Regions from separate parts of the Arachis hypogaea genome. Here region 1 is linked to region 2. Evidence: chromatin contacts called from public Hi-C data. All regions are on one chromosome and are shown on one strand. Each heading gives the region's core, a stretch centred on a gene start, on an enhancer-like site or on the middle of the called end of the contact. The rest is flanking DNA. Distances are from core to core; before and after follow the strand shown.

Region 1 (3,176 bases), core at 544-3,043, 160 kb before region 2:
GACAAATGTTGTCACCTAAGTCTAATGTATTGTTCAATGCATTGTTCCTCAGTTTCCTGCAATGCAAATAACATCAATTTTTATATAACATAATAAAGGTAGAGTCAAAATAAGGATCTTAGGAACTTACACTTGCTGAATTTGAGGAATGCTAAGGAGCTTTGATGGAAAAGGACCTTCCAAGGATCCAAACTTCACAAATTATAGATAACTATAATACATGAGTTTCCCTTAGTATCTACCTATGCTATACTCATTTCTTTTTGCCTTAAAATACTTTTTACTTGTTTATTATTGTAGTTAATAATCAAGAATTAGCAGGGGATGCCATATAACCCATATTTAAATGGGACTTTCATAATTCCTTAACAAGGATTAATTATGACACATGAATTAGCTTATATTATGATCATTATATTAATTAAACACATAAAGAGTACACAGTACCCAAAGACAAATATTTCAAAAGGGGACCATGATGCATGGACAACTAATAATAAGTAAAAACGATCTCTCTTAAATAAGGCAAAATAGAAATTTCAACTACAATAACCCATCAAACAAATTTGCCACTAAAGTACAACTTCAAGCGAAGTATACAAAGAGACTTTATATTATATTATATATTTATATATCTATACAAGCCTATGAAAATGCAAAACGTGCATCATATGAACCTTGAAGCCAGAATGATGATCGAGTGAGTAAACATTCTTAAACATAATTGTCTCCTAAGTAAGTACAGTAAGGTACTAATAAGTCACTTACCTCTTCTTTTCTTTTGAATGTATCTGTGTTTCCAGATATAAATCCCAATAACAATTTCAACCACCAGAGCAACCACTGAACTGACTATTGGAACAACTAGCACGGCTACATTCACTGCACAGCAAGACAAAAAAAAAAAAGAAAAGAACTATATTCAAGAACCAAGATACAACAGTAAAAAGTATTCAAATTTTCTTCAATCTGGAAGCTGGATCCTTAATTGGAACTGCAATTCACTTACCTTTTGAACTCCAATTTTCTTGTTCCTTGTACCAAAGCAGCAAGTATACAAGAAAAATCCTATTGAAACTAGGAAGTAGGATTAGAGAAGATCTATACTTGATCTTCGTCCTAGATTTTGTGTGACGAATGAGATTTGAGTCTTTTGATTCTCCTTACTTCAGGCTCAATTGTAAAGGACTCAATGCTTCAGGAGATGCAAAAACTATGGTCTCGCTTGAGCTAACCTAAATTATCAATTTCGCAACATATATTATATATTCTCTTCAAATTGAGAGAACACGATATTACAATTAGGTCAAGTTTACACCTGACATAGGAAATTTCCAAATGAAACTGAAGTTGGCTTTGGAAAGAGTTCAGTAATAGTCAGAAAATGATACCTTGTGAGCTTGATTGAGAGAGAGCAGAAAAGGACCAAAGTAGGAGGAGCGACGGCAGCAACAGAGAGAAGGAGCGGCGGCGGCACGAGCAAGAGGAGCGACAGTGGGGAGCAACAGCGGCACGGCAGCAACAGAGCACGCGGCGACGTGAGAAAACGAAGTGACAGCGGTGCAACCGTGACAGCGGCAGCGAAGAGTGAGGGTTGGTGAGGAATGCAGAAAAGAATATGGAGGCTTTGTTCAACTCGGCTGCAGGATCGCTAGAGAGGGAGAGAGTAATTGAGTGCTACTACTTTTGAAATGGTGGGTCGCTGTGTTGCTCCCTTTGACCCAAAATTGTGCTTCTGAACATGGAAGCGGGAAGTGGGCGCGGGATTGTTTTCTTTAGCAATAAAAATCGACGTAGAGTTGTCGATTTTAATTTGAAAAAAAAAGCAACGTTTTTTACTGTCTATTTTATACATTAAATCCACACCATTCATTTAATTTTTGGAAGCAATCTAGACTGTTCCAATTTATCGACGGAACTGTTGTCAATATTTTAAATATAAAAATAGACGACATGGTCGTCGATTTTAAAATAAAAATATTTTCGTCTTCCTCGTTCGCCGACGATATGACGATAGTTTTAACAGGGTTAATGCAGCATAAAAAAAATCGACGATCAGACCGTCGATTTTATTATTTTATTTTTAAATTTTATTTTTTTGAAATATCGACAGCAAGCCGCCGAAATTTATCGATGGGAGAGATAGCCGTCGATTTTTTGCGTCGATAAATACGCTTTTTCTTGTAGTGAAACCGACAGATGAGCTCATGGTTTGTATAGGACTAGACATGCATCATATTTTTTGTGCATATTTGTTTGTGATTGTGTTTTATGTGATTGTGTGTACTTGTGATTGGATTCTATGTTCTATAATTGTTGAATTGGATGGTACTTTGTCGACTTTTGTTGCTGACCAAGTATATATAAAATGAATATTAACTATACACCCGGATCCTATTAAGAACTCTCCAGTTCTTACCCCCTATTTCCACCCCCTTTCAGCTACAGGTACGAAGGCTTATTGTGAAGCTGCAGGAGCACAGAAGAATATGTTTATGACTTGAGTTGTTAGAATCTATTTTTCCCTCGCCTTGCTAGTTAGATTTTTATTCAGAGGGGTAAGTTCTGTAATTACTTTTGTATGTAATACTACAATGTATTATCAATATTAAGTATGTGAATATGTGGTTGTTTGTTCTTGTTAGAGAAGTTATAAGTTTTAGTAAAACTATCGACAGATTTACGTGTAAAGGATTAATATTAAATATATAATAAAAGGAATTAGGTTAATAATGCCTTACTTTTGGTACGATCATAAGGTGCTAAAAGCTAGGGTGTGAATGAAATTCACAAATACAACAATGTTGGAAATCAAATTGATTAAAATTAAGGAGCAAAAAAAATTAGACTGAACATAATTAAAAGAGTGGGAGCAATATAATCATTTGATATAAACATTTTTACTCTTGTTATTGGAAGTGAGAATAAGTATTCGTTCAGTGATAAAATTGGCAACACCACCAAAAAATATTTAGCTGGCAAATAATTACAGAAATGAGAAGACAAAAACAGTTTAATTAAAACTAAAATGAGAGATAATATGAAATGCTTAAGTAGTTAAGTGCAGAGAAAGAGAAAATAGCCACATAGAGATTTTATTTTAAAAGTCAAATAAGTTGAGAGCATTATAAACAAGGTCAAAAAAGAATATATTGAGCATTAAATCGGCTGCAATA
Region 2 (3,350 bases), core at 656-3,155:
TCGGTAATACCTCTAGTGCTTGTGCTTCCTCTTCCTCTATGCGATTAACTAAGCCATCTCGGAAGCTAATATTTGGCGACTTTTCTTGGTGGTACAAATTCCTGTAGAAATCTCTAGTGGCAACCTTAATTCTTGCATGATTCCTTACCAGCCTTCCGTTAATTACTAAAGACTCAATCCTGTTATTCCTCCTCCTTGCTGATGCAATATTGTGGAAGTACCTAGTATTCCTGTCCATCTCCTTGGCATGTCGAGATCTAGACATTTGCTTCCAGTGTATATCTTGCCTCTCATACCATACCTCACAACACCTTACCAGCGCCTTCCTTCTTGCTTCTACTGTACCATCATATACTCCGCTGCTCACCAGATCATCTACTTTCTTGATCTCCTCCTCAAACCTTTGTATCTTCTCCTGTATATTCCCAAAGTGCTGCTTGTGCCATCTACCCAGTGGTTTTGTCAGCGCCTTTAGTTTATCTAAGAACTGTGCGTCGCCCAAGCCCCTCCATTCTTCCTTCATCATTCTTAGGAAGCCTTCATGCGTGAACCACGCGTCTAAACTGTGGAATGGTCTTGGTCCTTGAGCTATTCTTCTATCTTCCACAATCAAAGGACAATGATCTGAGAGACCTCTCGGGCCCCCTCTTAAACGAGTATCCAGGTACACATCCAGCCATTCCAAGCTCACCAGGCATCTATCAATACGACTGCATGACTGACCTCTAAACCATGTATACTTCCTATCATTAATTGACAAGTCCACCAACTCCATGTCATTGATCCATGTTCTAAAGTCCTTAGCAGAAGCTGACAAGTTGGTCGCCCCTTTTCTTTCCTCTATATGCACAATTTCATTGAAGTCTCCCATGTAACAAAACGGGATTTGACACAATCCTGTAATAAAGCTTAATTCCTCCCACGTTGAGAGTTTTTCATCTCTCACATGTGGACCATACACCAAACAAATTACACAGTGAAAATTATCTTTGGTCATCACTCCTTCTACACATAACCACCTATCTCCTTTATAGCAATTTAACAATTTGAATACAGAGTCATCCCAAATTAATAGTAACCCTCCCGAAGCTCCAATAGAATCAACACACTCCCAACTAGCTCTATCATTGCCCCAAATTCTAGCTACATCATATTTGTTCAGCAATTCTTTTTTTGTTTCTATCAACCCCAACATATCTACTCTAAACTTATTTTTAAATTTTTTTATCATGTTCGATTTTGCAACACCTCCCAACCCCCTAATATTCCAACAACTTAAAATCATTTACCAAGATTATTACACACCTGCTTGTGGCATTTTGGGTGACTTCTTCTGAATTTCTCTTTTCGCTTCGACTGTCTTCGTTTTATAGCTATGGCTTCATTTTGATCCTGAAGAATTGCCATGATGTCCTCCTCATCGCTGCATGGTACTGCTCCTGATTCGACTGCCAGTTTCCATGCTTCTTTATTTTCTGTCATTTCCTCTTCCCAACTCCTGATTTTCTTGTCTCTGCATATCACTGAATCTTCGTGTAAATCCTCTTCTGTGGCTACCCCTTCCTCTACTCGGTCTTGTGGTTCAATGGCTTTTCCAAACCCCGACACTCGCCCCAAACCCACCTCCAATGTCCCGTCTTTGTTTGACTCCTAGCTCTTTGCATCACCCGCAGCCTGTACTCTTCCTTCCACCTCATCCGGCTTCATATTACTCATTTTGCAATAAAAACCTTCGAATTGGTTTCCAATTGTGGCATCACCCGTGAACTGGTCATGCTCCTCTTGGCCTCGGCTTGGTTCACCTCCAACCGTAAGCATCTCCTCCGCCGCACTATCTGTAGGCCCGCCGTCCCTGTCTTGTTCCCCTGCTTGTCCTCGCGGCACGATGCACTCCAGCGCACATGCAGCCAACCGGGTCTCATCTCCTTCAACCGGGTCATCCATCACCAGGTTTGATTGTCCAAGGCCACACTCCTCCAGCTGGGCCACGTTATTTTTATTGTTTCCAAAGCCATATTCCTCCAATTGGGCCTTATCCTTTTTATTTTTGCCACCCTTATGTTCCACTTCCTTGGGCCTTTTTGCCAATAACCCTTTATTAATCCTCCTATTAGCAATTGAATGCTCCCTCTTCTGCCCACAAATAGGATATCCCCTTTGGATCTCCTCATAAGTGCATGATACGGTGCAGTCCGAGTCCTCATCCATATTAGTTGCCATAATTGCCGTAACATCCTCCTTTCCATTAATCAGCGGACAACCGGTTCTCACATAATGGCCTTTTGAATTTTGAAAATTCCATTCATTTAATTCACAAGATAGAATTCCGACTTTGCCCTTGTCTTGTTCCAATGATTCCACCACCGTACGTTCTGCCTCAGGATCCCATCCAGCCACCATCGGCTCAACACCACTGCTAGCTTCATTTCTTACTTTAATATGCTGCATATATTTCGGCACCACTTCACGTTTATTTTTTTGTTCAACCTTTGTGTTCGGAAAGCACTCTTCTCCATACATTTCTCTACCAACCTCTTTCACAAGGACGTCGAATTCGCTCGTCCCAATAGTAACATGAACCCACTCATTGATCATATCGAACATGCATGTGTCGATCAGAACGCGACCCACACTAAATGAACTACACATTTTCGTTAAATCGTCACACTTTACCACCTTAATGACTTGAAATTGTCACGAGTTCTACTAAACTTATTTGTTGTCGCCAATACTTCATCACTACAAACATGAAACAGATTAGTTTAGTACCATTTTTTAAAGCCTTAATAGATAGATAATGAGATATATAACCTTCTTTTATTTGGTGCAAATACATAGGTTCCTATTTTAATATCTAAGTCATCCAAATCCATGTATGCAAGAGGCTTAAATAAAATCGGATTCACTGCAAAATAAAAGAATTGGTGAGATTACTAAGTTAGCTGATTGATGCAAATTCTTGTAATATACAAACTTACGGACGACCATTCAATTCTCCGTTTATTGTGCTCGGCCTTTTTGTTGTTTAGAGAATGCATGCTAATAGAATATCCACTTGGTGTACTCTTTTTTAAAAGTGTCTTTTGCTCCTCAGTTAGAAATTTGTGTGAGATCCTTAGTGTAGTTTTTTTATTTTTTAAAAATTTATCTTTGATAGAGACAGTATTCACACCGACCATATTCTTAGACAAATGTGGATTGCAGACAATTCTTCTCTTGGCTGTAGATACCTTCTTATCGTATACACTTGTATGTTTTGATGCTTTTTATTTGTATAGAGTCAGACTGATGATGTTGTGGAGACTTTAGTAGTTTAAAAATTTTATATGTATCACTTGGATTAGTAGATT

The links. A called contact is a pair of places that touch in the nucleus more often than the background predicts.
Region 1: a contact with region 2 is called in a Hi-C map of leaf, with 2.6 times the contacts expected there. The contact joins the promoter of LOC112777393 here to the enhancer-like site in region 2. A contact is called at or near these places in 3 of 8 Hi-C or Micro-C datasets (leaf and an unstated tissue).

What each region holds. Positions count from the first base shown.
Region 1 is chr19:63,324,368-63,327,543 of arahy.Tifrunner.gnm2.J5K5, reverse strand. LOC112777393 (homeobox-leucine zipper protein ATHB-12) reads right to left here and starts at 1,793. Exons shown (of 9, transcript XM_072227404.1): 1 at 1,392-1,793; 2 at 1,010-1,235; 3 at 769-882; 4 at 1-192.
Region 2 is chr19:63,164,821-63,168,170 of arahy.Tifrunner.gnm2.J5K5, reverse strand. No RefSeq gene overlaps it. Among protein-coding and RNA genes, the nearest start is that of LOC112777226, 9.7 kb to the left of the region's middle. Within about 2 kb of position 1,905, at least 3 of the 3 cell types and tissues checked have open chromatin away from gene starts, as enhancers often do.